Linked DNA regions of Mus musculus: all the other regions are linked to region 6. A link is a contact called in public Hi-C, HiCAR-type and promoter capture Hi-C data. All regions are on one chromosome and are shown on one strand. Each heading gives the region's core, a stretch centred on a gene start, on an enhancer-like site or on the middle of the called end of the contact. The rest is flanking DNA. Distances are from core to core; before and after follow the strand shown.

Region 1 (4,412 bases), core at 1,450-3,949, 650 kb before region 6:
GAATTCCAAATATCACACAATCCTAGAAACTATCTGCAGCTGGCAAAACTATGCTTTCCTAGAGCAGGAGGCAAATCATAGTCAGCTGCTACAGACAGCCCCATAACCCCACACCTGGGATTTAAAAAGCACATTCTTATGATATTTCTGTATTTTTTACAGAAACCAAAAATCCACTCACTACACATAGTGGACACATACATGCAGGCAAAATATGAACACATATATTTTAAAGTTGATAATACATTTTTTTTCAACTTTTCAAGACATGGTTTCTGTATAGACCTGGCTGTCCTGGAACTCACTCTGTAAACTGGGCTGGCCACGAGCTCATGGAAATCTGTCTGCCTCTGCTAGGACCAAGTGCTAGGACTAAGGGCGTGCACCACTAACACCTGGCAAGATAATACATTTTTTAAAAGTACTTCTAGGGGCTGGAGAGATGGTTCAGCTGTTAAGAGCACTGACTGCTCTGCCAAAGGTCCTGAGTTCAAATCCCAGCAACCATCCTGAATGAGATCTTCCGCCCTTTTCTGGGGTGCCTGAAGACAGCTACAGTGTACTTACATATAATAAATAAACCTTTAAAAGAAAAAGTGCTTCTAGAGGAGTACTGGTTACAACTCTAATCTCAACACTATGAAGGCTGGCTATGCACCCACCCTGTCTCCCTTAAAAAGGGGAGTTGGGAAATCTCTAGAAATACAAACCAGGCAAAATTCATATCAGTTTTAAAGCCATTCTACTATCTACTTATTAAGTCACTGTATATCAATATTTATAATCACACATACTATACAATTATATGTATTTCCAATTGAAACATAGACTTAAGCAATACTTAGAATTTATAAATTTACCTGCTATGCACAGAATTCAGATTATACTGTAAAATTACTTAAGAAGATTAATTTCTGTAAGTTAACTAGTTTCCAATTAACAGGTCTTTTTATTCCTACACAAAAAAACTCTGGGTGCCAGATTTAGAGGAACACATCTTCCGTCATACCCCCATCCTGCTTTTCAGACAGAGTCTCTCTATTTAGTCCTGGCTGTCTTGAAACTTGCTATGCAGTCCAAACTGACCTGGAACTCACAAGAGATCATCCCACCTCTGCCTCCTCAGAGCTAGGATTAAAAGTGTGTGCCACTGGGCTGGAGATGGCTCAGAGGTTAAGAGCACCGACTGCTGCCGGGCGGTGGTGGCGCACCCCTTTAATCCCAGCACCCAGGAGGCAGAGGCAGGTGGATTTCTGAGTTCGAGGCCAGCCTGGTCTACAAAGTGAGTTCCAGGACAGCCAGGGCTACAGAGAAACTCTGTCTTGAAAAACCAAAAAAAAAAAAAAAAAAAAAAAAAGAAGTATGCGACTTGCAATTAACATATCAGGCATAAGCTTGGTGGTGGTAGCGCAGGTGCGCCTTTAATGTCAGAGCTCGGCTGGGACAAGCAGATCTGAGTCTGAGGCCAGCCTAGTTTACAGAGTGAGAGTTCCATGACAGCCAGGGCTATATAGAGAAACCCTGTCTGGAAAAACCAAAAATAAATGAATGAATGAATGAATGAATAGTGCTTCAAGCCGACAAACTAGGCATTTTTTTTTTTTACCTAATTGGATTTTTTTTCTTTACTTAAATTTAAGAGGGTATAGGATAATATTTTAATGCTAGGATAAGTCAAATACACGGTAGCACCCACCCTTGGCCCCAATTACTCTCAGGAGTTTGCAGACCTGGATGGCTTAGCGTAGACAGCACGCAATGCAGAGACAGAAGGCGAATACTTGCTAGGATGCAGAAGAAACCCCGGGCCTTGAGCATGCTAATGCTGGGCCAGGTTCTGCCACAGAGCTACACCACTCGACACATCCCCTTGAAAGCAAAAGGAAGCTGTGGATCATTCTGGTGAGGGAACAAATCCGCTGCTGAAATTCCTCAAGTTCATCCCCAATTCACCTCCGTGACAACAAAATTTGTCGCGCAAGACCGTCCACCCAGACGCCGCTGGTCCTCCTTGACCCCGCCCCCTGCGATAGCAGCGCGCTCCCGAAGTGAGCCCCGGGCGACCGGCGACCAGCAGGACAGAAGCCCTGCGGCGCCCTCACGCCAAACCGCAGCCCCCGCAGCTTTTTTTTGTTGTTGTTGTTGTTTCCTCGCGCCCCGCCGCAGACTCACCAGGCGGATGAAGCCGAAGCCTCGGTCGCGGTTGATGAAGACCTCGCTGGGCTCTCCGTAGCGCTCAAAGAGGCGCTTGAAGTCCTCCTCCGTGATGTCTGTGGGCAGGTTACCCACGAAGAGGCGGCAGCGCTGCGTGTACGTCTTCTCGCCCGGCTTGAGGAAACTCTTGATGTCGATGGTGAAGCCCAATTCCTCGTCCGGGTGCTCCTCGGAAGGTGCGGGTGGCGGCGCCTGCTCGCCGGCCAGCGTCAGCGCCATGGCCGCCGCGGCCACCGGTTCGCTCTCTCCGGCCGCCGACTCCAGGGCGCGAAGACGAGCCGGGTTTTTCTCAATACGTACTTGCTTCAGGTTTCCTCTTAACATCATCTTAGCAAGTTCGCTTGGGATGCTGGATGAGGCCTAGACGTCAAGGTACACACGTCTCCACATGTATCTATGGAAACGAAGCAAGGAAAGCCAGGTAACGGAGGGAAGCCCAGCCTCCCCGCAATCACGCCCGCGGTGGCCGAACGCTCAAAATGGCGCTGCTTCAAACTGCAGTTGGAAGAAGAGACGCGGGCAAGAGTCCCGCCCCTCCACGGCGCGCCTGCGCAAATCCCATACCCGCGAACCGTTTGCTAGCATGGCGCGTGCGCAAACTGTGGCGAGCCTTAGAGTCCACTCCTAGGGACATCGCAACCTAAGATAGTGCAGACTATTGGAGGAGGGGGTTGTTTTGTTTTCTTGCTCTATGCAACTGGAAGAGTATGGACATGTATATCCGAGGCTGACCTTAGCTTTCGACCCTCCGGACTCAGCCCTGGGACACCTAGGTCAGACACTACAAGTGAAGTGTTAGTACCAGTACACTCCATCCTGGCCTAACTATATAACCCTTGACCTGCGTTGCCAGGACAACGACCCTCAATCCCACAATCCACTTGGCTCAGTTCCCACCCTCACTGGTGTGACGTCATTTTCCGTATAAATGGGGGGGGGGAAGGAATTACCACCACCCTTCTCTTTCTCTCACCCCTCTTTCTTTTTCCTTTTCTCTGCCCTTCTACCCGCTTCGCCGCCCCCCTATCCCTACACAATAAACCTCTCCCACGTGGAACCACCTTGGCCTGGTCTGCTGTCTGGTCTATCTGCTCAAAATATATGTAGATTAATATTATCTGATATTAATTAACATATCATGAGGAACAAAGTATATGTGTACAATACGGTGTGAAAATACAATAATTTAGGGAATGTATTTGCCCTTTTAAATATTACGGCAACTATCATTGAATGGAAAAAGAAAAACTTGCATGTTATCGGCACTGGGTAGACAGGGAGGAAGATAGGCAGTTCAAGGTCAGCCTGGGCTACACAGCAAAGTGATATTAATAGAAAAAATGCTTCCTTTCATTTTTCTTGAGACAGGGTTTCTTTGTATAGCCCTAGCTGTCCTGGAACTCAGAGATCCACCCACCTGTGCTGGGATTAAAGGCATGAGCATATTTATACACAGCACTTAATAAAACAAATTTTCGAGGCAATTAAAAACACCTTTTAACAGGTATGGTAGCTTACACCTGTAATCCTAGCTAGCATTTGGGAAGCCAGAAAAAAACTAACAAAAATAATAAAGCTCTTAAAAATCATATTTCCTGATTAAGCAATCCAATGTTGGTTTTTTTCAGTGCTGGGAAATGAACTCGAGCTTTGCACACACCAGTGCTGAGCCCCACAGCCTCACAATCCAAGTTTCTGAAACAATCATGATTTTGCTTGGTTTAGTCTATATAGCCCAGGCAGTCCTGGAACTCTCTACCTAGACAAAGCTGGCCTTGAACTCACAGAGATCCTCCTGCCTGTGTTATCTTTGCCCCACTGCCTCTGCCTCCCAAGAGCTGTGTTTAAAGGTTCACACCACCCTGACTGTGTTGTGGATTATTAACTTCAGAGTAGAATTTCCTGGAATAGATTATAAAATTAATACAGACAGACCATGAACTCCTATGGACCAGACACCAGGCTTAAGTATCACAAACTTACTCTGTAAGGATTCAGGTAGGAAAAAGTTTAAGAAGTGTGGGCAATTCTGAACCTCTCACCTCAATCCCCTCCCATACAAATCCCAGCATATACAAGGTGTATCTTCAAAGACCACAAAAAGTAATTAAACTCACATACCACTCTACAAGGTGTTCATCAGTTTCTCATGAAAGTAGACTTTTTTTTTTCTTAACAATATGAAACTCGGGAGCTAG
Region 2 (3,893 bases), core at 1,271-3,770, 760 kb before region 6:
CGTTCTTGGAAGCCTCATCAAAATTCTCCACCAGATCTGGAACTTCCTCCTCCTCCTCCTCTTCCTCCTCCAGGAGCAAGTGGTGCTTTTCCATCCACAGATTGTTTGGGCAGAACTTCAGCCGGTCTCCTTAAACTAGTCAGACCGTCTGCACCCAGCTGGTTTAGGATGCTGGCAAGCATTTCTGTCAGCCGCTCTGTCTCAGCGTGGCCTGTAATGGTAAAAGTGCCAGAAATGCCTCAACTTTAGGGTTGTTAAAATGATTCACTGTTCCATGGTTTGTAAACATGTTCACCTCTTCATACCAGAGATATTGTTTACCCCTAACTTCTTTAAGGAGAACTGCAGGGTTTTTTTTTTTTATCATCTGCCATGCTGTTCTGTGAAATATCTCCTTCTTTCTTCAAAAAGCTTCTTTTCCACCAATGGGCATTTGTGCCTGCAGTTTGAATTTTTGCTGGTTCACAGTATTTCTTTCATCTTTTTGGAGTGGAAATGGGGCCTGCATGGGGTACCTCAGTTTGTACTGAGGGGGTCTCTGGCAGACCAGCTGAGATAAGGTACACAATTTGGGGACACAAGAGGCTAGAGGGAGGCTGGAAGTAATGTCAGAAAAATATTTTCTTAAGTGACGTTTCCTAGCAGTATTGTATGCACATAGAACAATTGTTACTTATTCATAATCTGCACAAATAACTTCGTTATATCATTCTCTGATGTATGCTGATATGTCTATGTTGTCTTCCATCTATATCTGATATCTATGTATTAATCTATCTAAAGGTGTTTTTTAAACCAGTCTGGCTTTGAAGACTTCACTCTCCTGCCTCAGCCTTTGGAAGGCTGGGGTTATAGGAATGTGACCTGTTTTAAAGTTAGTATGTCTCTCTGGTGAAACTTACTCCACACACTTAGATTAATAAAGGAGAGAGCTCTTTAATAATACCATAAATCTGGCTCTGGATACTGCTCAAAGAGGAGCTAGTTGTGAACAGATTTTTTACTAACTTACACTCATTTTCGGCTTATACATGCCACATAAGCTATTATTCTGAAATCTCTTTCAGGTTCCAGATGCAGGTTACTCTTGGAACAATTTTAATACAGACAGGAGACTGAAAGTCTAGTCACTCAGGCAGATACAAGAGGTACACAGCGAAGATAGTCAGAATTATTTCTAAGCATATACACCAGTGTTGTTCTTTTCAAATAGTTGTTATTCAGGGTCCTCTTGCCTACCTACCAGCAGAGTTAGGCTTTTCCTCACAAGGGCACAGGGGATTTAATGGCAAACTAGGACTTAATGATAGGTGTGACTTGGGGCTCAGCCATTGAGCTGCCCCTTAGAGGCTTTTTTTTTTTTTTTTTTTTTAATAAGGTGGATAGGCTTAATGGCTGGTTGTAAGTTAGGGTTGTCTCCTTTTGTTGTGGAAATGGAGTCTAATTGGAGGTCAATCTTAGTGCACTAACGTTAACAGAAACTTTCTCAGCAACCCAAAACTTCAATGTTGGCACAAAAATGTCTTTCCTAGAGTTTGTAATAAGCCTGGTAATTCTCTTCCAATCATATCGCAGGCTCGCTTCCTAGTGACTCCTTTGTAGCATCAATATTACTCGTTTCTCTTGCATCAACCCCGCACCTGCTTCTGATATTTTCAATTCAATAAGAAGCAAGGGAACTTGGGAACAAACACATAGGTGGTTTTGGCTTGGTTTATCAGGTGTGAATGATCCAATTAATTAAGTATAGCCCAAATGGGGCCAAGCCAGGCAACCTGGGCTCTATCTTTTGAAGGAGAGAACCAACTTTTACTCAGCTACTAGGACCAAGCCTCCAACCATCACCTGCCAGACAAACGCCCTATCACTGAACTACTTTCAAAGCCCAACAAGTAAATCCCATAAATTATTACTTGATACAGTGTCTTGCTGTAAAGATTGGCCTTTCTCCTGACAGAAGAGAATACATATTGGGGGAATTCTCTCGCTATGTATGCCCTTGGAAATTAAACTCAGGTCCTCATATTTGGCGACCAGGGCCGTAATCTGCTGAACCACCTCCGGGTCCCTATTCTCTATCTATAAACGCTACTCACTAAAATGAAATATCCCTATAGGCTATATGTAATTGATTCGACCGCAGACGCCATATAAGCCAGCCAAAACCATACGAAAGGATTCCTGGGCAGCCATTCCGCACAGGCGGGTCTCGCTAACACTGGGGGTCCCTTTCCCAGAATCCTCATGGTCTCCTTCCGACAATCCAAACAACAGGTCTCCTCAGGCAGCGGGCGTCACCGGAGTTTGGGAGGTGAGGTGCTAGGACCGCCCCTCGCAGTCTCCCCAGGGGAGCCCTTCCGCTCTTCCCTGAGGCAGCGTTCTTCCTCAGAGTCCGTCGACCCGCCCATCCACTTCCCGTGAACTCCCCAGGGAGCCGGGGAGCGCGCCTTTGCGTGATTGGCCGTTCTGTGTGTCAATCCAGAGCTCGGCGCCCACAATTGGCTGGCTTGCCTCACGGTCGAGTCACGCCGCTGGAGCGGATTAGGGCGGAGCGGCAGGCGCGCGGTGCTGTCCCGCTGTGGGTCGCCGGCGGTTTTTCGCGTTGGTTTTGCACTGCGTCTGTGATGGCGGCGGCGGCTGAGGAGGGCATGAGTGCGGCCGCTCTAGTTATGTCAGTTCCCGACAGCATTGGCCGTTCTCCCGAGTCCGAAGGAGTTGGAGCAGGGGACGAAGAGAAGGACGCAGCCACCAAAGGAACGGTGGCCGTTGGGGACAGCGAGGAGGATGGGGAGGACGTTTTCGAGGTGGAGAGGATCCTGGACATGAAGTGCGAGGGAGTATGTGGGGGCTGAGCGGCCGGACAGGGAGTCTCCGGGGCGGGGACGGCGGGTTGGGAGAATCCGAGTGGGACGCCGAACAGCCTGGAACAGCTTGGGAGGACGGTGGCGGTCCGTAGGCGCAGACTGACATCCTGGAGAGGACCCTGGCCGCAGTCGGTGGAGGATGGATGCTTAGGGAAGTTCTAAGTGTTGTTTTGGCAGAAGAGACGAAGCGGTGACATGGAATGTTGAGAATCGTAGGATGCAAGGCAGCTGGTGGGAGACTTCTGTGGCCTTCAGCATTCGGGTATACGGTTAGGGCCATGGCTTTCCGTTAGGAAAGACTGGAGGATTCTCTACACCGTTGTCCCAATGTTTTCTAAAAGTAGAAAATGCTCCTTGGCTTAAATTCAGGAAATCCCATTCACACCGAGTGCCCGGGACAGTAAAGGTTTCCCAACCCAAAGTGTCCCTTTTCTGCGCGTTTTATGAGTGTAACTCAAGAGATTTAGAGTAAGCTTGAAAGGACAATCTTCGCACATCGTGCTTGAACACTTAACATCCTCCTTGCTGCGAATGTCGTCCCCGGGAGAAATTCTTAGTCTGTATTTCCAAGGCTTGGGATCCATCTGTTTGTGATACCTTTTCTCCCCTCTCTTCCCTTACCCGAGCTCTGCAGAAAAAGGTGCTTTCTCAGTTCTGTCCTTACTCTCTTACCTCTATTTAAGTCATTGTCTTTTATCTCTGTATTTGTCTTTTCTGCTCTAGATTGTGGGCTCCTTTAATCAGGGGATGTGGTTTATAATAATGCTTGAATCACGGACACTTAGTCCAGTAACAGCAAAGGCTGATTTTGTTGTTGCCGTTATCTGATACCGTGTACTGGACCCAGGGTTTCATGAATGCAAGGCAAGAGCTTTACCACAGAGATCTATCTCACGGCTGTGGGATTATTGAATGAGTAAACGAAATGGGAATTTGGAGAAAGGAGAAGATAAGGGCTGTAGATAGGAATCGTGCCTATACGATGGTTTTGTTTCTGTTGTATTTTCTGTCATTTGTTATCTGCCATAT
Region 3 (4,025 bases), core at 959-3,458, 850 kb before region 6:
ATTTTTTTTGATTAATGACTAGTGTGGGAGGGCCCAGCCACTGTGGGCGATGCCTCTCATAAGCAGGTGGGTTGGGTCATATAAGAAAGCAAACCATGAAGCAAGCTAGCAAGCATTACTCTGCCATGGTTTCTGCATCAGTTCCTGCCTCAAGCTCCTGCCCTGGCTTCTCTGGATGATAGGCCACAACATGTAAGCTGAAATAAACTCCAAGTTGTTTTCAGTTAGTTGTTTTCTACCATAACAAGGAGAGCCAAACTAGAGCACCTAGAAAGATAGGGGCTGGTTCTTACTGAGAAAGGGCTCCAGCCTGCAGGGAGTATATACACTGCATCATACACTTAAGAGTAGCACGCGCAGGGCGTGGTGGCACACATCTTTAATCCCAGGACTTGGGAGGCAGAGGCAGGTGGATTTCTGAGTTCGAAGCCAGCCTGGTCTACAAAGTGAGTTCTAGGACAGCCAGGGCTACACAGAGAAACCCTGTCTCGAAAAACAAAAACAAAAAAACAAAAAAGAGTAGCACGCATTAACTAGCTATCCAGTAACTGTTAATTCCTGAATAGTAATTTCCTTGTAATCTGTTGTAAGAAAGATAATCCTAATTGTTTTTACATTAGGAACCTACCTGTAAAGGCAAGGAAGGGAGTTTTCAGTTAACCTTGGTTAAATTTCAACATCCTTAGTAAAAAAAAAAAAAAAAATGTTTAAATCAAACATGGGGTCTCACAAGCATAATGCCAGCACTGAGGAAGGAAGCTGGTCATCACAGGGGTGAGGCCGGTCTGGATACATAGCAAGTCCCAAAGACAGTGTGAGTGTAAAGTGAGAGACTGTCTTTAAAACAAAACAAAAGCAAGAAAACCCAGAGCTGGAGAGATGGCTCACAGTGGGTAAAGTGCAAACTGTACACGCCTGGCGATCAGAGCTGGTCCCGGAACCCACATAAAGGTGAAAGGAGACACTGACTCTACAAAGTTGTCCCCTGCCCTCCACACATGCAGAACATGCATGAAATCCAACACATATCATGTACACAACAATATTTGTAAAAGGTAATCTTAAAACTAAATAAATCTTAATTTAGACAGTAAACAAGCTGCAAAGAAAGTCACTCTGTAATGTGAAAATCGTCAACAATTCCCTGTTAGACTGAGCAAAGTGTAATAATGGTTTAGGGCAGCATCTTAACATCGTCTTCACACACACACACACACACACACACACACACACACACACACACCTTTTTTTAAAAAGCACTAAAACTTCCATACCTTTGCTACAAGTCCATTACTGTGGTCCTAAAACTATACGTACTGCCAGTTTTAAGTATTGAAATACTGATTCACAGTTGGGTATTGATGATACACACCTATAATACAGTGTTTGAGGTGGAAGGCTAGCTTGGGCTACATAACAAGCCCTTGTCTAAAGAACGCCAAAAATTTTCCCCTAAATTTGTTTTTTATTACTTATACGAAGGCCTAGGTAAACTACAAATAATAGACTGTCTAGGACAGTATGTTATGTAAACTCAGATATTAAAATCTGAGGTACAACACCACCTGCTTATGAAGTTGTAGTCATTACCGTAAGTTAATTGTACGTAAAGCTGCCTTTAAAAAAAAATCGACTAATTGAAAGCTTTGACATCTTTCTGTTCAAAACATAAATTATCTGCACTGGAGAAGGAGGAAGTTACGAGGAGACAATTCAGACCTTGATTGAGGAAGATACGAGGAGACAATTCAGACCCTGAAAACTTTCAGCTGACAGGTCCGCCTCCCCTGAAACACAACTCTTCTTGAAAGCAACAAAGCTTTTGGAGAAGCCGAGATAAGGCCTCCTGAAAGACTGCAAGCGGCGCCACTGCACCCGGCCCGGCGAGCGTGTCGCCCGGAACAGAAACACGCACCCCGGCCGACCCCCTTGAGGACCGATCCCCCGGGTGCTCGGAAGAACAAAGCGGGCTTAAGCCCCGGAACCACCGCCGCCCGCGGGCGCCAAGCCCTCCGCGCCATGCCAGCCCCAAAGCCCAAGCTGGCCTCTCAGGAACCGGGCGGCGGACGGGCTTCTCCGCTCCTTCCGCCCATCAGTTACCGTTCTTCGAAGAAACAGCTGTTCAGACCGCTCCGACCAGCGATAGTCACCACTTAGCTGGCCCGGCATTTACGAATGAGCCGCCACAACCATCGCTGCAGCCAGAGCCCCGCCTCCTGGACCGGCCCCGCCCAACTCTGGTCCAGTGACTCCTGGGAAATGTAGTTCCTACAGTCCGTGTGAGCTTGCGCGCAGGCGCCTCGGACACATGCAAACTACAACTCCCAGCAACACCGCCATAAACGTTGCTAGGGGATGCTCTATGCGCGCTCTTTTGCGGCGGGCACTGGTCAACAGCTGTTGTTCTGAAGTCAACCGATTGAGATCTGACCCCTGCGGTAACAGAGAGCGTACTCCATTGTGCCAGGAACACAGAGATTCAAACCGAATCTAAAAGACGACAGGTTTGGGAGAGTTTCGTCGTCTTCGCTTTTCTCTTTGAATGGGTTTGATTTAATAAAGACCTGTTTAAAACAAAAAAGTGACATTGGTAGGACGAATAAGTGAAGATAACCGTGGAAAAATTTACTCCGGAAATAATCATCTATTATGTGGCTAGTCGATGGCTGCACAAAGTGTGTGCATTCAGTGTTTAAATTATATGGAATATTGAAAGTGCAGATATTAAAATTATATATGGAATGTTGAGCGCAGATTTCACTGTTTATTTGTTTTGCCACCAGAGGGGTTCCAAAATACAGACATGACCCTTTAATCTAGGATGCTACAACACTTCAAGCTACCACAGTTTTTAGACTAGGTTTGAACAATATTGTAAACTAACATCTGTTTTTTAAATATATAATTTTACTATTTTATTTTTACTTTATGTGCAAGCATATTTTGCCTTCATGTTAGTATGTGCCCTGACGTGTGTCTGGTGCCTGTAGAGGTCATAGGGGCCATCTGATCCCATGATCCCATGGAACTAGAGCTACAGATGTTTGTGAGCTACCATGTAGGAGCTGGAAACTGAACCCAATCTTGGGAGAGAGAACAGCAAATGCCCATAACCACTAGGCCATCCCATTTTCTCTTCTCCGGTTGATCAAATGCTTGCCTAGTATGTTCTATCCTCAGCACTGTATAATCCAAAATTGGTGACCAGTCTCTCAGGTGGGGAAGGTGAATCAGAAATTCAAGGTCACCCTCCAATATAGAGTAAGTTAGAGGCCAGTATGTTAACATGAGATTCTATATAAAAAGGTCATCAAGAAGAATTGCCCTTTATACTAATTAGTTCAAATAAATCAATATTATTAAAGATAATTAAAATTTTGTACAGACACCTCAAACATGGAGACGGGAAAAGTTTTTGTTTTGCTTTGTTTTGTTAGGTTACATCATAGATGAAAAAGCCAAAGTTCAAAACTACCAAGATCACACACCTAAAATGTTGACAAGAGAATGGAGCTCAGTGGGTAGCAAAGACCTTGCCTGCTGTACCAGAGGCTGAGTTCCATCCACTGCCCTAAGCTGATTAGTCAGTAAATTAATAACTTAAGATGCTGAATGAGGGTTCAAATGGTCTTCTTTTGGCCTGAAACCATGCCCAAAAATCATTTTCTTAAAATGTGTGTCTTTGACAATAATCACAATATTCTCTACTATTTCTGCCTACATTTTATTTGGTATAGTATGTTATGCCACATTGCTTGTTGTCTGAATAAACAAATTTTATCACACTCATCCTTTCTCTCTCTCTCTCTCTCTCTCTCTCTCTCTCTCTCTCCCTTTCTCTCTCTCTCTCTCCTAGTTTTCTTGCCTTCACTTCCCAAAGTATGTGCCACAAAGCATGTCTCCACATTCAAGTTTAAAGTAGCTATTAAGATTTTAATAAAGGGCTGGAGAGATGGCTCAGCGGTTAAGAGCACTGACTGCCCTTCTGAAGGTCCTGAGTTCAAATACCAGCAACAACCATCTGT
Region 4 (3,951 bases), core at 1,291-3,790, 580 kb after region 6:
TATTTCTCATCCCTTCAGGAAACCAGGAGTGTGTTGGGTGCTCTTCTAGGACCCTTCAACGGCAGCCAGCATTACAATATTGGATTAAAATTGCCCTCTGCTGTTAGACTTAAGTAAGCTGCCTTTCTAACACTCCTTGTGCATGCCTTGGTACACAGGACTTCAATAGTTATGATGGAAAGATGGGTTACAACCTGCCAGCTGCTTTATAATCTGGATGTCTACTGCTGACCCACACAAACCACCACAGGGGGAAAAAGAAAAGAGCAGGGCACCATTAACACAAGCTCTCCATTTTTATTGGAAAAGTCATTTTGTGTGATGAATGAAAATGAAAGCTAGTCTCATTATTATACTAGATCCACATATATGCAGTAAATAAACATAAAAGAAAGCTGTATGCACTCATGTGACCAAACGGTGTCCAAGGATTAATAGGTGCCCCTTTTAGGAAAATACATTCAAATTACTGCCCTAGAGGGGGAGATTTCAAAACACAGTAATGCTGACTGCAGTAGTTCTCAGCCACTGTAGAGGAAGGGATGCTCACTGTAGGAGTGAAAGTAGAAAAGCCGGGGTTTCAATTAGTCCAAAGAGCAGACCAAGCCGACTTGTGTCAACAGAACTTAGAAAACAATTGATAATGAGTTTGGGTTTCTTTAGTTAGGTGGAAGGTTAAAAAGAAAATGAGCAGGCTAAGTGAGGAAACGCTCAAAATACCACATTGGTGTGAATGATAAGCTGAAGTTACTAATTTAAAGGGAAACAGGCTAGAAGGGAGCCAGAACACAAAGGAAACCAGAGAAAAATCTTAGAACTCAAAGGAGGTGAAATCAGCTTATAAACTGTGGAGGGAATGTGGGTGGGAATTAAATTTGGTTCCTAGATAGTGAGTGAGTCACTGGCTGAAGTTTTTTGAGTTAATAACAAGTCATGGATTGTGACTAAGGTGGCTCTATATTACAAAAATTTAAATGTGGGGGGCTGGGATGTAGTTCAGTAGTAGAACACTTGCCTACTATATTGGAAACTCAACACCAGCAAAAAACAAAACAAAACAAAACAAAACATGAGTTTATTATCCTAGGCACTAGTAGTTTTGGATGTTAAAGTAAATACCACAGGGGGACTAACCTAAGGTTCTGGATAGGATGGAATTGAATATGCAAACAGAAAAACCAATAATGAACAATAAATTTGGTTGACATAGAATGAACAAAAATGTTGGGGCTGGAGAGATGGCTCAGTGGTTAAGGGCTCTTGCTGCTCTTATAGAGGGCCCAGGTTCAGTTCCCAGCACTCTTGTGGTCCCTTAGGATCACCTGTAACTCTAGTTCTAGGGGCCCAATGCAAGCTTATGGCATTTGGGCATCAGGTCTGCATTCAGTGTACACACATACACGCAGGCAAAACACTCATACATATAAAATGAAAACAAATCACAGAAAACATTAAAAAGTAGTCTATAATGCTTGTGTAGCTTTTTCCACCTCTGATGTGGTGTGAGGTTGGAGTCAATGTTTGTATAAACTGTTCAATAATCAAACAGTTACCAACCTTTAATCTGTAAGGTATGCTTTTCTTTTTGTTGTATTTTAATGCTTGAGTTTTCCCACTAGAACTAGGTAACAGAAACCTAGCAAATAAGGAAAATAAAAAACTGCTTTTAATTTTAAAAACCCTAAAACCCAAAACACTGAAATGCCTCTCTCTATAAAAATCTTAGAGAGTACATTCAAACTTTCCAAGGTTTTACAAGACCGGGTTCATCTTGAAGTAGGGTACTTAACATTTGCATCCTGACAGCTCAGGTTTAGGAAAACTTGTTTTGCCGCGTAGGCGGGGTCCACTAAAACATTACGGTTTCGACTTATGTAACAGCTGTCATTGGAATTGATAAAATCTGCAACTATCAGCTGTTTAACTTTTAGAGTTGATATTCTCTAGACTGGGGGGGTGTGTGGCTCACACAGTAGGTCGACGCCACCCTTTTCAACAAAGAAGCGACCAGGGAACTCTTTAACGATGCAGGCTAACTAAGGGGTGCCCAGCCCCCGCAAACGTCAAGGACCCTTCTCCATCCACCAGGTGGGCAGAGGCGTGCCCCAGCCACGCCCACACGCATCCCGGGCGGGGCCTCCCGCCGCCTCCTCCCGGAACCCCCCAGGCCCTCCAGGCTCGTGCCAGGCGCCTAGGGTCTCCTGTGCCTCCGCCCCCCTCCCAGGGGTGCCTGAGGGCGGGGCCGGGCTGAGCCGTACCTGCGCCGACACCGTTCGGGAGCCCTCGCGCGCGGCTGCTTTCACGCGGCCGTGATGCCATGCCGCTCCTGCGCCTGCCAGGGCTACCCCGGCCACAGCCGCTGCGAGAGGGCCGCGAGTCGGCACAGCTCGTCGGCCGGCCGCGAGCCCGCGCCGCAGCCTTCCGCCCCAGGCCGCCAGCCAAGCGCTTCTTCCCGCAGCCGCCGCCATCTTTGCGGAAGCGCCCGAGCGTCGCGCCCCGCCCTCACCGTCTGTTGCCCGAGAACAGAGTTGGGCTCTCGCGAGAGCTCATCACCCTCCACCGTGCTCTGCGCGTGTGTTGCTAGGTGTGGCTGCTTCCTCGACGTTCAAGCGTGGTTTTGAGGTGACCCTCGGCTCCGGTGACAGTTTCCAAGGCAAAGGACATGAGTTAGCTGGTTAACTGTCCTAACAGGTCAGGTCACCACTGTGGGCCAAGAAGGGGCTGCAGGGATGGCTCAGGGGTGAAGGGTGCTTGCTGCCCTTCCAGAGCACCACAGCTGGATTCCGGAGACTTAAGGCCACAGATAAGTCCAGCTCCAGGGCATCCAGCGCCCCCTTCTGGTCTCTACCCCCCCCCCCCCATGAAATTAGACTAAAGGAAGGGTAATAGATTCTGGGTGGAATATATTGGACAAACTAGATTAAGAATAGGGACTAAGAAGGGTGTTGATGATAAATGCGGAATCAAATTAGATTTAGCATGGTTTTTCAGTCGATAGACTTAAACATAGCATCTTTAGCTCTCTCGGGAAAGCCTATGTCAGTCGTAAGTGGGCACATTTAGAGCTGGAGAGGGAAACACTTCTAACAGTAAGCGGCAGAGGGTGCTGGGTATAACCACTGTGGGTGTTGATGCAACAGTAGAATTTCATCCTCAAAGAGGCTAGGGTAAGGGGCTGAAAATATTGACGATATTATATTTGCCCCAAATGTCACATGTCTGATTATAGTGAGTCACTTGAGACAGTTGGTTCAGTGGATAAAGGCACTTCATGCCAAGCCTGCCTACCTGAGTTAGAAGTCAGAGAAGAGAGTCCTATAAGTTGTTTTCTGACCTCTGGTCTGCGCAGTGAGTTCCAGGCCACCCATAACTACATAGTGAAATCCTGTGTCAAAAGGAAAAAAGGAAAGAATATGTGTACATGCTCACCCTTACAGATCTCCGTTTTTTATAGCTAAATGCCCTTTATATTTATTTATCAAGACTCATTTTTTATGTGTATGCCTCTGTGTATTTATGCCACATATGGGTGGGTGCCCCCAGAGTCCAGAAGAGGGTGTTGTAGCTGGAGATAGAGGCAGTTGTGATCAGCCTGATATGGGTGCTGAGAATGGACCTCTGGTGCTCTGGTAGAGCAGAGAACACTCTTAACTGATGAGCTGTCTACTCAGCCCCTAAAATTTGGTGTTTGAATGAAGTAAAATGTACAGGACGTTAGCATTTTGACAACATTTGCATGTACAGGTCAGTGCTGTCAGGCCCTATGCATGGCATTTAGCAACAGCCATTATTTTTCTTTGGATTTTTTTTTTTTTTTTGTAATCTTTCAAAGCTGGCCAACACTTTTCAAGGGCCTATCTCTGTTTGTCTGCTCCTCCCGAGCGCCTGGTCTTTCATTTCTGTTAAACAATATCTGATCCAGACTTCTGACAATGATTTTCTTCAGATCTC
Region 5 (3,966 bases), core at 1,061-3,560, 610 kb before region 6:
CAAGACAGGGTTTTGCTGTTTAACTCTGGCTGTCCTGGAACTTGCTCTGTAAATGCACCCACACCCAGTGCAACCTCCAATCTTAACAGGCAGACAGAATTCTACAGTCTGACACTGCCCTAACTTTAAAACGGTACATCTGATGGGGACTGGAGTGATGTCTCAGCAGCTAAGGATATCTACTGCTTTTCTAGAGGACCAGAGTTCTAATCCCAGAACCCAGCTGATCCTAGAACATAACTACATGTACCTCCAGCTCCAGTGGACCCAACACCTTCTTCTGGCTTCCTCAGGAAGGATGGAAAGAAGGCAGGCTCTCTCTCTCTCTCTCTAAATATTTTTTAAAAGTAAGAAATACATGTCTGGGGGCTGGAGAGATGGCTCAGTAGTTTAGAGCACCGGCTGCTCTTCCAGAGGTCCAAAGTTTAATTCCCAGAGACTACACAGTGGCTCACAACCATCTGTATGAGATCTGGTGCCCTCTTCTGGTGTGTCTGAAGATAACGACAGTGTATTCACATATATAAAATAAATAAATCTTTAAAAAAAAAAGAAAGAAATTAAAAAAGAAGTGCATGTCTACGAAGTACTATATAAGAAATCACAGTGCTGGAGAGATGGCTCTGTGGTTAAGAGCATCAGCTGTTCTTCCAAGGGACCAGGGTTTGAGTCCCCATACGCCTAAGTGCAGTTCATAACTTGCTGTCTAGTTCTAATGGATCCTCTACCTTCTTCTGAACTTCTTGAGCACTGCAGCCAAGTGGCACACAGATATACATGAAGCAAAACACCTATATATGTAACATATAATCTTTTTAAAACTGAAAAACAAAAAACCCTTGTAATTCGTTTGTCCTCCATCTTAAAACATGTCAGTAATTTTTAAAAATATTTAATCTTTATTTAAAATAACTGTTTAGTGTGGGCTGAAGAGATGGCTCAGTGGTTAAGAGCACTGACTACTCTTCTAGAGGTCCTGAGTTCAATCCCAGCAACCACATAGTGGCTCCCAACCATCTATAATGGGGTCTGATGCCCTCTTCTGGTGTGTCTGAAGAGAGCAATGGTGAAAACATTTTAAACAAACAAACAAACAAGCTTTTTCAAAAATAAATAACTGCTTAGTGGTTTAAAAATACAAGAAATTAAAGAAATCTCCTAGAAAGGAACACAAAAATGTTAAGTGCACAGCATCTTATGACTAAGAACATAGTCTTATTTAGGAATCTGAGAAGACAGCCATGTTAGTAGTACCCACTAACACACTACAGATCACACTGGCTTGGCTTTCTCAGCAGAAATCACTCAGGCAGCAACTCTTCACTTCGACAAAATAGAAAAGTCTATCCTAGTGGTTTAAGCAGGAAAGCTACGCAAAATGACTCACAATGGAGATGTTTTCCTTATTCCTGTCAAATCCTTCACCAAAGTAGCTTGAAGATCCTAGTATAAAAAGAAATTTACAAACAAACACCCAAAACACATACATACAGTGAACATCAACAGCTCCGAGGTAGCACCAAACCCTGAACGCCAAAGGAAATAAATAAGTCAAGGTGAAGTTATTCCCAAGCTGTTCTACCAACCTTCTCCAAATAAACAATAGATCAACTAAACGACAGCAGGCCAAGCTCATATGTTCTTTCCAGTTTCAGAATTATGAGTAGAGCGCGCAGCTGAGTCGAAGAGTAAACGCGTCCTCGAATCTAGAAAGGGATTCACATTTCTCCTAAGTAGTTACCACTCAAGTACAAATCCGACCCGGGAGAGGTTCAACAATTGGGTCCCATTTGCCGCAAGCACTTGATTAGGGCCTAACTCCTCAGTAGCCCGCGACAGGCACCAGGTCAGCCATTAGAAACTGGCTCAAATAAGATTAAAAGCTGCGACAGACCGACCCAAAAAAAAAAAAAAAGAGAGAGAGAGAAAACGCCGCGGGACGTAAGAGGACGCCCCTTAACACGGAAAACTTGGGGTGTCGGTTGAACAGACAGGGTGGGAGTGCGGCCCCCGGGCGGGAGGGCCAAAGGGCCCCTCCCCGACCCGCCCGCCCGCTCGCAGCACAGAAAGGAAAACACTCTTCGACCTCCGGCCGCTGCCGCCCGCACCCGGAGGCTCTCGCGCTCCCCGCCCCGCGGCCGCCTCACCCAGCCAGCCCTGCCGCGCCCGCGCTCCCTCACCCCTCCGGCCGCACGCGAAGCCGCCCTGGACATCAGCGCGGCCCCCAGCGCACCCTCAGGCCCCGACGCAGCAGCCGCGACACCGGCCGCCGCGGGCTGTTAAGCCCGGCTCGGTGGGAGGCTCCCGACGCTGCCCTCACCCATCTCCGCCTCCCCAGTCGCCCCCGCCTCCGCCTCCTCCTCCCGAGGCTGCGCTGCTCCCAGCCACCCCCACTCTCCGCGGCCCTCGACAGGAAAGACGGCGGGGAGAAGCCTCACCGGGTTCTGGCTGCAGCTCCGCGGAACGAACCTCCCCTCCCCCGGCCCACCCCCCTTCGGCGACACGCACAACTCCGCTCGGTCCAGTCCCGGCTTTAGCGCTGGTGAGGAGGAGGCAGAGGAGGCGGTGGCACGGCGGGGCCCGGGGAGGCCCCGCCCTCCGCACGCTCATTGGCTGATGGCGTGGGCGGCACGGAATGCCTCGGGCAGGCTCCATTGGCCCAGTCGGCCTTCTTTCAGGACCCTCCTCGGTGAGGTAGTCACGGCGGCTGTCCGTCAGACCTGGGCCACGCCCTCGGGCCTGCCGGCCCCCCCCCCCCCCCCCCCCGCCGCCAGCCCCGGGCTGGGCCGGCCCTCCCTCTCTTCCGCCCTCCCTCCGTGCCCCCGCCCCGCCCCCACTCGCGGGGTCTGCCCGGGTCAGGAGCCCGAGTGGCGCTGCCCGCAGTTCGGCTCGCGCTTCGGCCCTGGGGGCGGGCGATATTCGTCGAGGCTTCCGGTGGGCCCGGGATCGGGACACTGGGTCTCGGCCTCCAGACGGTCGCCACGGCCCTTTGCGACTCTGCTCGAGGAGAGACGCGGCCTCGATGTCCCGGCGTCCTCCCTGTCCAGGCCCCCAAGACCCCGGCGACTGGCGAGCCCGGCAATGCCTGCGGCGGACCGAGGGGGCGAGCCCGGCCGCGGCCGCAAGGGGACTGGTGCGCTGGCGGCCGTGCAGGCGCTTCCACCTTGCCTGGCCCGTGGGAAGGGTGTCCCACCTCCGCCATGGCTGCGGCGGGAGGAGACGTCGGCCTCCATTTTGTGGGATCTGTTGGGAGAACTTGGGGCCCATCAGAACCGAACCCGTGGGGACGAGAAACTTGGCCCGGAACGAGTCCGATCGCGCTCTACCATAGGCCTTGTCCTCGGCCGCCAAGAGTTTGCGCGCCGAGATTGCGGCGGGGCCACAGGACAGTGGTGACCCCAGACTGCCGCCGGGCAAGATGGAGCCCCGGGCTCCCTTAGCGGGCTCGCGCCCCTGGGACCTGGGCTGTCTGGCCTTGGCCGTCGGTGCCTGGCCGAGCACGCGCTCTCCGGCCTGCCCGGCGCCTGTCCTCCACGTTTGCCGGGCCTCGGGCCATCGCGTGCCCTTCGCTTCATCCTGGCTCCGTGGGCAGTGACCCTCTAATGGGAGTCCCACCGGACGCATTCGGAGCGGAGCCGCTGGAGGGCGGCACGAGGGTCTTTTGTTCCTCGTCTATACCCATGTCTTTGGCAGAAGACTTGGTGCCGGATTTCCAGGACTCCCTGTAACCTAAGAAATGCACCTCGCCCTGGTGTTTGTTAGCGGGATTACAACTGATGCTTTTAGGTTGGATTGAGGTTCTTGTTACATAATATGTGAAAATATATGACTCTTAACTGGACTTGGTGGCGCATGCTTTTAGTTCCAACACTTGCAGGCAGAGGCAGTTGGATATCTGTGAGTTCGAGGCCAGGTTGGTCTACAAAGTGGATTCCTGGACAGTCAGGGCTACACAGAAAAACCCTG
Region 6 (4,370 bases), core at 590-3,089:
TCTGGATCACAGATGTACCCTCCATCTCTGGATTGTAGTTCATTCCAGAAATAGTCAAGTTGACAATCACAGATAGCCATCACATGCATTTTGATGGTATTTACCCACCCTCATTACTATCTCTTGTCTTTTTTGCCGTTCTACATCCCCCTATTCCAAAAATACATCTTGCTCACTCACTCACAATCTTACAAACTATCTTTTCTTAGGAATTACTGAATCCCCAGTGTGTATCTCTAGATGGGCATCTTTTTCTGAGCTTTAATGATTATGATGATGCTGGAATCCAAATTAGGGCCTTGAACACGGCAAGCAAATGTTCTAACACTAAGTTACATTCCCAGCCCTCTCCTCTGAGCTTTATATTGTTATATACAATTGCTTACTCAGTATCTCTTCTTGCACATTCTTTAGGCATCTGACACCTGATGTGTTCTCCCTCAAACCTGTTTTTCCTTTAGTGTTCTTCATGTTCACACATGGAACTCTTTCACTCCATACCCACTTCATGGGACTCAGGCTTGTCTGCTACCCATCCCACTTTATATGTAACTAATTACATATGTTGACAGTTTATTTGATAATTAGTGTGGGAACAAATAAGAAAATATGTTGCCTGATGAACCTTTATTTTAACAAAAACATAATGTCTTCTTCTCAGACAAGGACTGGGTACCCTGAATGTACAGTCATTTAAAAAAAAAAAAAGTTCAGTGCTGGACAATGGTGGCACACACCTTTAATCCCAGCACCAAGGAGTTTGAGGCTAGGCTGGTGTACAGAGAGCTCCAGGACATCCAGGGCTACACAGAGAAACCCCGTCTCAAAAGACAAGCAAACAAACAAACAAAAAAAAAAAAAGAAAAAAGAAAAAAGAAAAAGAAAAAGATTGACTCTAGTATTTATCTTTCTTTTTTGAAGTGCAGTAACTTGTGATTCCAGTATTTTTTCTTTCTATATTGAAGTGCAGTAACTTAAAATATCCCCATGATGTTCACTAATTAACGTAACAACTACTTATTGACACACAGTTGCCAGATACTGTCAGTTACTGTACGATATACCCCACTTGCAAGGTAACCTTCTGAATGCTGATACAACACACCTGGATCAGAGATAAAGAGGTTTAGTCTTCAAAACACACCAAGTAGCCCGAACCTGACCAATCTAATAGTTTGTCCCCTACATCTGTCCCCACCCCCATCCGTGGGAGGCTAAGGTGGATGTTACATATTCAATGACTTTCTGACACAACTGAACAATAAAGGTTAGTAAACTTCAGTTTTTTTATAACGGGCTTCAAGTCAACATGCCCAACATTTGCTCCGGAAAGAAATATTATTTTGTCTTTAAGACAGGGTGTCCCCTGCTGGTCTTGTACTCCTGAGCGTCATCTCTACTCCCATTGCAGATGTGCGTCATCATAGCTGGCATTACATTACCTTTACTTTTTAATTTTCAGATTAAATTTATTTAGAGAGAACCCAGACAGGATTAATATGACAAATTTATGGGACGACGCGTACAATTCTACGCAATGTTCCACAGAAAACAGTCTTCCAAGGTTCCCAAGCCGCGTAGTGGCTCTGGGACACATTCTATTCATCCGGGCCATCTTGCTCTGGTCTCCAGCTTTGGGGATGGCTGCCTCGGGGTTCACTCGACCTTGGTTTCCTTCTTGTGATTACTCCTACACCTGTAGCATCTCCTGGACCACCATAAACATTGGGCCAGCCTCGAGAATCACTCCGCTGTTGGCGGACCACAGGTCCCAGCAGCCCTGCACTTCCGGTCACGAGCTTCCGGCCTCGCCCACGCGGCGCGGAGGCCTGTGGGAGCGGCTTCCTTGGAGTCGCGCCTGGCAACGGCTGGGCGTCCCGCTCTGGCCTGCCTAGGATCAGGCGTCGCTTCTTCCCTCGGCCCACTCGTGGTCAGCCCGCTCCTCCTCGGCGCGAGGTAGGAGAAGCGCCCGGCCCCTCGCGGCCACCCTCCCTGCTGCCCTCTCCCTGCCCCGTGCGTGAGCGGCGGCGGGGTCGCGAGGGCAGGCGGGCTGGCGGCGCCCAAGCCCGGCTCCTGGCGACTGCGCTTCCGTAGCCAACACTTGGATGGTGCTCCTCTCAGGGGGTGGACTTCCCGCTCCACCCGGCACGGCTACCCGGGCTAATGTCACACGGCTTGGCGATGCCATGGCAGCAGTGAAACTTTTAGAGTTTCACAGTAGGTTACAGCGAACATTTCTAATACTTGCATCCGGTGAAGCTTTGATTACCTAGTAATCGGGAGTAAAAGCAAAAGTACAGAAAAGAATGAATAAATCACAGTCTTATAAAGATAAAAACATATCTTCTGGGAATTGATTCTAGGACACCCAGTTTCCCTGGATACCAAAGTTCCCAGGTGCTCTTTCACATATATACGATGGTATATTTGTATTGTATATAAGCCATTTTCCCATTTTTGTTATCTTAGACTGTTTATTGCTCTATAATTAATTGTTATGCCTAATTGTTCAGGGAATAATGAAAAGCACGCTCGGGAGGCTGGGGGCGGGGGGGGGGGGGGGGAGCCTGTGCATGTTCAGTTCAGATAAAAAATTTCTCCCAAATGTTTTCAGTTTCTAGTTGGTTGAATCTAAGGATGCACAGACAAAAGATATCTGACTACTGTTTTCCCAAAAGCCTAAAATTCCACTTTTCCTTTTTATCTTCAACTCTGGTTGGTAACTTTGGAGAAACTACAATAGGCATTTTGAGTGTGAACTGTATCAAGGTAGAAGTATATAAAAAGGACTTTGCCATGTAAAATAGTTTCACTGGCAATATTGAAGTGACAGCATCCCAAATTATTTTTGAACCACCTTGGAGAATATAGAAATACTGAGTTGTATTATTTCTTAGCCATTCATAGTTGTTAGTAAAGGATAATTCATTTACTATTTCCTAGCCTTGCTTTCTACATCTTTAAAATTTTGTGTATTCCACTATTGGTCTGTCTCCCAGGTGTGTGTGTGTGTAAATCTGGTTAAAAGCCAGAAGAAAGGTCTAGTTCTAAAAGCTGATTGTTTCAATACCTTATGAATAAACGAAAGTGAGATCAGAAGAGTTTGTAAGGAGGGAGCTTTTGAGTATATGATTTGAAAGTGTGATCGATGGAGCAGCAGCTTCAGCATCCATCCCTTGGGAACCTATTGATCAACATTCTGGGGCTGTGGAGATGCTCAGTTGGCAAAGTGTTTGCTGCAGAAGCCTAAGGTCCTGAGTGATCCCTAGCGCCCACTTAACCTAATGTGGTGGCTGGGGGAGGCAGGAGGATTTGTGCTGCTCACTGGTTAGCTAGCTTGGCTGAATCTGGCCCCAGGTCCTCCTTCCCAGGGGGAGATCTTACCTCAAAAAACAAGGCAGGCAGTGCCTAAAGAGGATGACCTCTGTTTCCACATGCACACATTTACACCTGTACACACACACACAGAAGCTGTCATACCCACAACAAGGAATTCACATCCTGCCTGGGCAGAATAACTCATACCTGTTATCCCAGTGCTTGGGATGTGGGAGCAAGAGTTCAATGTCAGCCTTGTCTACATGTTGAGTTTAAAGCCAGCCAAGGCTACACAAGACCTTGTCTCAGAAACAAAACAACCCTCCCCTGCAAAGAAATCCCAATACATTTCCTCTCTGAGGGATCAAGGAATCTCCTTCACATAAGATTTTCTGAATCGGAAGCACTGGTGGCTGAGGGGCTGAAATGAAAAGCTGTAAGCTGCTGGCTTGTGCTCTGGTTTGAGCCACTGGTTTAGCAGAGAATGTCCCTCTTATCTGAGAGGGACATAGTCCAAGGCCCCTAGGGAAGTTTGAAACCTCATCAAACACAACCTTTTGTTTTGTTTTGTTTCGTTTTGTTTTGTTTTTTGAGACCGGGTTTCTCTGTATAGCCCTGGCTGTCCTGGAACTCACTTTGTAGACCAGGCTGGCCTCGAACTCAGAAATCCGCCTGCCTCTGCCTTCCAAGTGCTGGGATTAAAGACGTGTGCCACCACCCACCACACCCGGCTAAACACAACCTTTAGTACACTTTTTTTTTAATATACATACTTATGATAATATTTAAACTATACAAGGCACTGTAAGACATTAACAGTAAGAGTAAAAGAAAAGTACTTATAATACTATATTGAGATGCAAGTAATATAAATATGGTTTGTTGCTCTAACTTTTTATTTATTATTTATTTATTTATTTTCTGCTGTCCTGTTTTCCCAGTGCTTGGGATGTGATAAATTGAGTTGACACTTAAAGGAAATACTTTATGGCTTCCCTTTGACATGCTTGATTGCTAACATCTCTGTTCCTGTCCAGTGATTAGCAAGATAA

What was found. Promoter capture Hi-C pulls out the DNA fragments that hold promoters and counts their contacts. Hi-C and Micro-C count contacts between places; a contact is called where the count stands out from the background. HiCAR-type assays count read pairs that join an accessible place to other places.
Region 1: a HiCAR-type map of astrocytes shows a contact between it and region 6, with 2.3 times the contacts expected there. The contact joins the promoter of Pspc1 here to the promoter of Ift88 in region 6. A contact is called at or near these places in 1 of 39 promoter capture datasets (liver) and 1 of 115 datasets of contacts at active chromatin or transcription factors (astrocytes).
Region 2: a contact with region 6 is called in a promoter capture Hi-C map of pre-B cells, with 2.1 times the contacts expected there. The contact joins the promoter of Mphosph8 here to the promoter of Ift88 in region 6. A contact is called at or near these places in 3 of 39 promoter capture datasets (hippocampal neurons, liver and pre-B cells).
Region 3: a Hi-C map of muscle stem cells shows a contact between it and region 6, with 2.8 times the contacts expected there. The contact joins the promoter of Cenpj here to the promoter of Ift88 in region 6. A contact is called at or near these places in 3 of 39 promoter capture datasets (the C10 cell line and cranial neural crest), 1 of 484 Hi-C or Micro-C datasets (muscle stem cells), 2 of 115 datasets of contacts at active chromatin or transcription factors (astrocytes and bone marrow-derived macrophages) and 1 of 9 other capture datasets (adipose tissue).
Region 4: a contact with region 6 is called in a promoter capture Hi-C map of pre-B cells, with 3 times the contacts expected there. The contact joins the promoter of 3110083C13Rik here to the promoter of Ift88 in region 6. A contact is called at or near these places in 4 of 39 promoter capture datasets (the HPC-7 cell line, hippocampal neurons, neutrophils and 1 more) and 3 of 9 other capture datasets (adipose tissue, liver and macrophages).
Region 5: a contact with region 6 is called in a promoter capture Hi-C map of hippocampal neurons, with 5 times the contacts expected there. The contact joins the promoter of Zmym5 here to the promoter of Ift88 in region 6. A contact is called at or near these places in 4 of 39 promoter capture datasets (the 3T3-L1 cell line, cranial neural crest, hippocampal neurons and 1 more), 1 of 115 datasets of contacts at active chromatin or transcription factors (forebrain) and 1 of 9 other capture datasets (pancreatic islet).

What each region holds. Positions count from the first base shown.
Region 1 is chr14:56,775,619-56,780,030 of GRCm38.p6, forward strand. It overlaps Pspc1 (paraspeckle protein 1), which reads right to left and starts at 2,700. Exons shown (of 9, transcript NM_025682.4): 1 at 2,173-2,700. The coding sequence starts at 2,541.
Region 2 is chr14:56,665,728-56,669,620 of GRCm38.p6, forward strand. Mphosph8 (M-phase phosphoprotein 8) reads left to right here and starts at 2,521. Exons shown (of 14, transcript NM_023773.2): 1 at 2,521-2,837. The coding sequence starts at 2,625. It also overlaps the pseudogene Gm4032.
Region 3 is chr14:56,569,638-56,573,662 of GRCm38.p6, forward strand. It overlaps Cenpj (centromere protein J), which reads right to left and starts at 2,209. Exons shown (of 17, transcript NM_001014996.2): 1 at 2,101-2,209.
Region 4 is chr14:57,996,772-58,000,722 of GRCm38.p6, forward strand. 3110083C13Rik (RIKEN cDNA 3110083C13 gene) reads left to right here and starts at 2,541. Exons shown (of 2, transcript NR_166770.1): 1 at 2,541-2,691. It overlaps Micu2 (mitochondrial calcium uptake 2), which reads right to left and starts at 2,491. Exons shown (of 12, transcript NM_028643.3): 1 at 2,259-2,491. The coding sequence starts at 2,468.
Region 5 is chr14:56,809,154-56,813,119 of GRCm38.p6, forward strand. Zmym5 (zinc finger, MYM-type 5) reads right to left here and starts at 2,311. Exons shown (of 8, transcript NM_001253753.1): 1 at 2,181-2,311; 2 at 1,587-1,706. It overlaps 2410022M11Rik (RIKEN cDNA 2410022M11 gene), which reads left to right and starts at 2,836. Exons shown (of 1, transcript NR_152252.1): 1 at 2,836-3,966.
Region 6 is chr14:57,422,232-57,426,601 of GRCm38.p6, forward strand. Ift88 (intraflagellar transport 88) reads left to right here and starts at 1,840. Exons shown (of 26, transcript NM_009376.2): 1 at 1,840-1,956.